Regions from separate parts of the Anas platyrhynchos genome. Here region 2 is linked to region 1. Evidence: chromatin contacts called from public Hi-C data. All regions are on one chromosome and are shown on one strand. The core of a region is the stretch at or near the end of the contact, and the rest is flanking DNA. Distances in the headings are between cores, read along the strand shown.

Region 1 (3,766 bases), core at 871-3,370:
ATAAGAAATCCTGTCATTATTAACATTACAAACTCTAGCCTGCTCTGTATCTGTACATTACAGCCCTGTGCAAAAAACATCACAAAAAAATACCAGAAAAATCTTGTGTAAGCATAGAGATTTTGCAAACTCAGATGCTGACCGTGCTGCTCCAGGTAAGGCTGTAAAAGCATCTTAGCATGAGAATATTTTCTGGCAAAAATAACATCATCGGTGCCCCTCATATTGGGCTTGAAGCAACAATAGAATTGAGATCCACTCATGCAACTTCAGAGCTATCAGAAACAAGATTCCCTGCATATGAAACAATATCAAGTAAGCAAAATAACTTAAAAACAGTCTAAAGCCACGTACGTAACTACTTTACTCTGCAGCCCAACCGGAGGGTAATTTGATGAAACTATGATTCATTTTCAGATTTTTGAGGAAAACCAGTTCTAATTTATTAAAGGACAAGCTTCAGCCTCAGGTCCAACAATCACATCCTGCGAAATGTTCTTCTTGCAGTAAGATCTGTCCGGAGGTGATTTCTGGAGCCGCACTAAGCAGGGTAGCTCCTCGCTGCGGTCACTTAGCGTGTGCACAGCTCGGAAGCCACAGATCAAGGGGCAAAAAACATCTTTGAATTCATCCACTAACCTAAAGATTTTCCATTGCAGATTGAGCATTTGAATTGCATCTGTTCTCAGTATTGCTCATGGGAATATTTATTTGTAGGCAGGAAAAAAAATAAATGAACAGGCTCCCCAATCCCACTCCCACTGGTGTGTATGGAAGAGGACGTACCTGTGTGATGGAGCCATCCCACCCAAGAGAAAGGGGGCTGGAGGTCAGAGCTGTTTGTCACTGTGCTGGTACAGCCACATCGTGGTTGACCTTTGACAGTTCTGATACCCATCTTGTTCCCGTACATTATCTCCCCATCAGAAACCAGCATTGCAGCCAGGGACCCCAGATAGAAATGAGGATGTGGGAGGTACGTGAGACATTTCACTGTCATGCAGCACTTGCTAAATTCACAGAGTATATTTTCTAAAATAACTCCCCCCTTCAAATACAAGCAGTGATGATTAATACTCTGATACCAGGGTTCACAATTCAATCCTTTCTTTTTTGGGGGCGGGTGGTGTGGTGACAAATGAAGCCAGTCTCAGAGCTACCCCACCCTTCTCACACCTCTCTAGCTCTTCCACCACCTCAAGCTCTGCATCAACTGACCGGGAGATTACCACAAGAGATGTTAAATATAACCCTTATTTCCCCTCCCCTCTCCCTCAAAAGGCTGAGGGTCAGTATTTTTAACATGGATTTTTATCACAGTTCCTGTTACCAGCTCCAGCCCCTCAGTGGCTGTCCTGGCATAATTGGTGGGGGGGAAATGGGTGTAGGATAACAGCAAGTTTTAAAGCCAGCTTTGCAGCTCAGGACAGTGCATCACAGAGCCATGCTCCCTGGTTAAATGCTGGGCATATAATAAAGTTTTTTTTTTTTTTTTTTTTTAATTTATTTCCTTTACCTTTAAACTACCTGGCTGATAAGGTTAGTACCTGACCAAAGCCAGTCTCACCCATAGAGGTCACTGTAAAGCAACATACCTGGAACACTGCTCATAATTATCAAGGGTGATTGAAACATTATTTCACAGTTCACAACAGAAATGAAGCCATCACCCAACATGATTCCCACTGCATAACCTAGCTGCTGCATGTGTCCCCCAGCAGTCACCTTCCTTGCTTCCAGAGCTTGACATAATCTGCTGCTTTTACATGGTTATCTTAACCTGTCTGGGTTTGCACACCAGCTCCTGTATCAAAGTACATTCTGCTGAGATAGCAGCATGTCCTTGGAAAAGAAAGAAGTATTACCATTAAATGCAGGCTTTAAAGTTATGAGCAAGCTTGCAGCTGAGGAGGGACAGCTATCACCTTATCCCCGTTAGACACAGCAGGACAGTTAGAGCATACAGATCAGTTACAAGGCCAAAGAGGAAAAAAAGAGCTGGATAATCACTGTCAGGCTGTGAGTACAATTGCAGAGTCCTTGTGTATGACAGACTGCCATGGCCTTGGGCCAGACTGACAGAAAAACTGCAGGACTGGACATAGTCCATTTCGGGTGATTAAATCATACGTGGATTTGTCCAACACCACAACCTCAGGCTGTGTGATCTAACACTTCAGTGATGGGCTTGAGGACATGCTACAGTAAAACTCACAATAAGCAGATTTCCTTAAAAGTAAAACAAACAAAAAACCTCATTTAGTCACCAAACTATGAACTCATAACAGAGCCCTCAGTACCTAAGTCAGTAAAATTAAACCAACATAAGCCTGTGATAAGCAAAAATGCCGTACTGTAGTAGGCCGACTAATTTTTAATTGCACCTTTTGCTAAGGCCATCTGTTTTTCTCCCCAATTACAAGGCCTACAGAACACCTAGTGGTGCATCAGAGGAAGAGTTTGGTCTCCATTTTAAGGAGCATGCTCAAGTGCAATTCAACTTTAACAAAATTCCAGCTCCTCGGTGCCTGAAGAGCTGCCAAACAGCAATGCCCTCCGCACTGTAACCCAGAGGAGGAAGCTCACGTGCAGGGGACCAGGGCTCTGGACAACGTGCCCACTAGGCAAGGTGACAAGTCATTAGGTCCAAATGCCTCTTGGTGACCGGGACAACAGGACAAAAAATGCTCTAATGCTGGTTCCCCATCAGTAACTTCCAAGTGAATTGGCGAGACCTTTGCAAAGTGCTGTGAGCCCACAGAAACGCCCTTTGTTCATGGCTTAAAGCCTGTCAGGCGTGCTGCCTTCCAGCTTGGTACGCACAGACTGACCAACCCACAACCCCTGCTGCTTTGGAGCACACAGCAAGACCAACCAGAAGTGCCCTGAGGGTTTTTCACCCCTATGGGCAATGGCCTGAAAGCTGCTCTCCACATATCCAAGCCAGTATCGGATTGCACACAAGGTTTTAAAGAGCCTCAAAGGCAGAAAAGCAAGAAGTGAGCACGTTAAGAAGTCCAGGATAATCCTATGTTTACGTATCTCAATTAATTTAGTGATTTCGTGGAGTAGTTTGTACTGTAGAGGACAAGGATTTGGGAGGAGCAGGGCTCAGGGAGAAGAGAAGAGAAGAGAGGCTGTGCTCTCAAGCTAGAACTTGAGTTTCCCCAAACAACGTACGGACTCGAGCCTTTGGATTTACATCCACTTGCCAGGCTGGCCAGATGCCAGCCAGCTCCCACCTGAAAGCCCCGTCCCAGCCTCAGTGCAGCACTGTGCTCCTGGCCCAATAAATCCCAGCTCTCGGCAGGGGCTGCTGGCCAAGGATCAGTGCCGAGCAAACATGGCCCCCTTGTTTCCCTTCGGGGCTTGGCTTGCACCTGGCCAGCCCTGAGCATGAGCAGAGGCAGCCCACGTCCACCCACAAGAGCACCAAACCTTAACACATCAGGTGCTTCTCAAACAACTTTTGCAGTCCGATTGCTTTTTGATTACAAACAGGGATTTTTAAACCCAAGCAAGCTGGAAACTCGCTTCCCAAAACAAGTTTTTATCTATTGCACATCTTCGACTGGAGGAGGGAAGAAAATCACAGCCTATTGCCAAAGCGATTCCTCCTTGCGGTGAGTCACCAGTTTGACTCAGCCTGGTGGGACGTGAGCCATCTGACAACAATAGAAATCTGGCAGTTCGCATCTGCAAGTTAAACAAGCTCACGCGCCCTAAAAATAAAGCCTGCTAAGCTGCTGAAGTCGTATTTTCCTAC
Region 2 (3,766 bases), core at 949-3,448, 77 kb before region 1:
GTGAAAATTTTACCATTTCCTTCAGATATTCATTTGGGCACAGTGATACAAGATGTTCTTAACTTGGGGTGTCTTAAAGTACAGCGAGAGGGAGCAAGAGGTGTTTCACCCCTGCGTAATTTTCCCATTCCTTTTCAATTTCTGATGTCTCAGACACACAACCCCACTTTCGGCCGGAGACATCTAAAACCCCAATGATTAGCACTGCGAGACACCTGCCGACCGAAATACCATGACTTGAAGAAAAACAATGAAAACAGCCAGGACAATATCACTTATGAGAACCCACACTATGTGCTCAAAACCGATTTTCAGTGGTACGTATTTTCATCCTTGAAAATAGCCAGGCAGCATTAGTGCAGACGGATGCCCTCAGCCTCTCCCCCTCTCCCTGGGATACACTGGGAATTCACAACCACTCTGGGGTGCTTGAGGCTTCCGGCTTTCAGACAGGTTTCAGCTATTTGGGAGATGATGCACTTAAAACAATCCTCTGATTATTTCCAACATGCAAAACATGTTAAAGCTCAAAAATGCCAGCAAGGTTGCAGAGATGGGAGCAGAGGCAAAATCTGGCACAAGAGAGCACATTTTTTTCTCCTTGGTCTGTTTGTGGACACTTATGGGGACACAAGGGCTGAAATTAAGTTTGTGGTAACATTTGTGTAATTTTAACCAATTATTTGGGAGTGGCAGGTAGTTTATTCTCTGAAAAAAAAGCTGCACAATCCCTATTGCATGTTTTCATCTGCCAGGATCATCTGGACAGGTATTCAAGCTCTTACGGCCACTGCCCTTGCCCTGCTTTAATGCCTAGGAAGCAGACCCGCCGAGCAAAACCCTGCTGTGCTGTGCACTGCAGGAACACATTAGCCTCAATTAGCTCATGAAAACCCATATAGATAAAATCTCGGCACTTACTGAGGCATCACATATCAGTTCTTTCTCAGACACAGAAAACTATTCAAGATATTTGAGATTAAGAGGCTGGGGTGATCTTTTTGCACTTTACAGGTTTCTCATCTGACAGCATCTCCACGCAGTTAAGATTATTTTGAAGAATGAGCAGAAAATGGGACAACCCAGTGGATAAGCCGAGCCGTTTCCCATCCCTGCAAGTGGCACACAAAGCTCAGAGGAGGGGGAGAGCCCTGCTAGGAAACGCAGAGGAGCACCGGGGGGGGCCGGGCAGTGAGGGACCTGGGTCTCCCCAGGGCATTTTTAGGGTCAGGTCCCCCCCTGCCTGCCGGGACAGCACCGGGGATGATGCCTGCAAAAGTTTGGGCTCGCAGCAGCCGCCCCTGGGGCTGCCGGCACAGCCCTGGCGTCTGAGCGATAATCAGGAGATCTCTGCCACCATCTGCTCCTTCGATGAACCGTCTTATATAATCTCCGTGCCACATTTGCGATCACTCCTTCAGCGGGGCCGAGCTGCTTTATGAACTTTTACTTCCTCCGGGGATTAAAGCTGAGGCTCTCAGGAGCTGCTCCTGCAGGCTGCAGGACAAGCAGCCCTGCTGCGGGTCGCCCTCCCCAACACCATTTGGAGCGTCTGCATAACCTGACTTAAAATCCAGGGTTACAACACCGCTGTGGGCTGCTAGGGGACACCTAGAAGCACTCCTAAAACCAAAAAGCACCCCCAGCTGAGCCTCCGGTCTGCATCTCGCTGTGCAAATTTCCATTCACCGCTTTAACACAGCAGCAGGTCACCTCCCCGCGGCTATTTCCCAACCAATATTTCCCTCCACACAGCCCAGGGGCTGCTGCAACCCAAAAAACGACCCCCCCCCCAAAAAAAAAAACCCGACCCCATCCCCGCACGGGGGGCACCTCCCAAAGCAGCCCCCCGTCCCCTGCAGCCCCCATCTCACCCCACCGACCCTCGCCCCCCCCCCCTCGGTGTAGCTCCGGTGCCTGCAGCCCCCGGGAGCCCCTCGCCCACCGGAGCCCCCCCCAGCCCCGCTCACCGCCGCCCGGCTCCGCTCGGCTCCGCCGCCCTGCGCTGCCCCGCGGCCGCCCTTCAAGCGGGGCGAGCCCGGCCCCGGCCCCCCCCCGCCCCGGGGAGGAGCCCGGCCCCGCTCCCCGCCGCCGCCTTCCCCCCTCCCCAGAGCCCAGGAAGGGCTCCGAGAGCCAGCTGGGACCCGGGAGGGTGCTTTTCTTCCATGCGATCCCCAAGGTCCGCTGGTATTAATGTCACCGCTTTAGCAGCGAGCTGCAGCCTCTCGTGGGAAATGAAGCATCGGGGAAATTGCTTCCCCGGAATTAAGGATTCCCTTCAAAAGCCACAGGCGGAAAAAAAAAAAAAAAACAAAAAAAAACGGAAAAAGACCAAGCAATCCCATACAAGCTGCCCCCTGCTCTCAGCAATCGCATCCCTCCAGGTCCACCTGTTCCCCTGACACCTCCATGGGGGTGTCCCGAGGGGAACCCCTCCCTGCCTTTGTGTCCACTCACTGGGGTCCCCAGGATGCCTCCTGCCCTTTCCTGCTCAAAGGGCTTCCCACCCTAATTTAGCCGTGCTCGGCATGGGAAGGAAACCTTGCTGCAAGCCTGGCACGGGTGGCATTTGGGATGGGGAGCGATGGGGAGGAAGGTGAGCGGGGGCTGAACAGGGACTTGCAGCCCCCACTGCCCCCACGGGGTCAGTGTCCCACGCTGAAGCTCGGTGCCACCACTGCTCCCAGCTTTCCGCCAGCTCCTTGCCTCCTGCGAGCTGCAAACGGCAAGTTTCGCTTTTGTACTCGGGTGTTTAAGTGCCACCGCACTCCATCACCGCACGCTGCTATTCACCGTGCTCGTATTCCCCATTCTTCACCGTTTTACTTCACGTAGCAAAATCAGAAGCTTGCATATGGGGTGATGGAAAAGGCAAAGCCCTCGTCCACCTGGTGCTGGAATTAGAGACCCATCCCTGCCTGGACACTGCAGCACGCAGCCCTGCAGCTGTGCCCACTTCCCCCAGCTGCGATGCCACATCTCCTTCCCGTTTTTCTGCTTGTATCTCTTCCCCCCCGACACGTCCCAGAAGGATTTCCTGCTGTTGAATCAGAGATTTGCATGTTTGCTGTGGGTCCTTGGCACCTCTGGCTGTGCACGCCCAGGACAGGCCAGGACACCGCAGGAAGGCACTCCTCATCCACACCGCACCGAGGGGGTGAGCAGGACGCTGTCCTCGCAGCTGCCTCCCCCACAGCCTTCCTCGGGCACTGGAAAGCCCAAACCACGAGACCACGAGATAATTCAGGTTGGAGGGGATCCAGGGAGGTCTCCAGTCCAACTTTCTGCTCCAGCCGTATCAGGCCAGCTTGCTCAGGGCTGTGTCCCACCTGCTTTTGGGCACGTCCCAGGACGGAGGTCCCAGAGCCTCCAAGGCGAGGTGACCCATTGCCTGCTGTCTCCTGCTGCGAACCCACTTCTGTAGCTTGCTTTGGTTGTGGTGCGCAGTTTGGTATTACTCCGCTCTGCCATTCCTTCTGCTTTTCTTGCTACTTCTTTTTGCCATTCCTTCTGCTTTTTACTACTCAGTTTTTGTTATTTCTTCTCCTTTTTTTTTTTTTTTTTTAATTTAAATTTAAATTTTTATCTTTGATCTCCTTTTCTTTTTTTTTGTCCCTTCCTTTCAAGAACTGGAAGGTTGGAGATAGGAGGGAAGAGAGTTGTAGGGCATTTTGGGAGAGGGATGGAAGTCAGCGAGGGAAGGAGGGCAGCACTGCAGGCATCAGGATGAACAAGGGTAGCTATACCCTGTCGTTTCACTGCTAAC

What was found. A called contact is a pair of places that touch in the nucleus more often than the background predicts.
Region 2: a Hi-C map of liver shows a contact between it and region 1, with 1.9 times the contacts expected there. The contact joins the promoter of CYSLTR1 here to the enhancer-like site in region 1. A contact is called at or near these places in 2 of 8 Hi-C or Micro-C datasets (liver and subcutaneous adipose tissue).

Annotation. Positions count from the first base shown.
Region 1 is chr10:23,439,160-23,442,925 of IASCAAS_PekinDuck_T2T, reverse strand. No RefSeq gene overlaps it. Among named protein-coding and RNA genes, the nearest start is that of LPAR4, 20 kb to the left of the region's middle. Within about 2 kb of position 2,120, at least 7 of the 8 cell types and tissues checked have an H3K27ac peak or open chromatin away from gene starts, as enhancers often do. A contact at or near this core is called in subcutaneous adipose tissue, where this site is marked.
Region 2 is chr10:23,516,014-23,519,779 of IASCAAS_PekinDuck_T2T, reverse strand. CYSLTR1 (cysteinyl leukotriene receptor 1) reads right to left here and starts at 2,198. Exons shown (of 2, transcript XM_038184272.2): 1 at 1,971-2,198.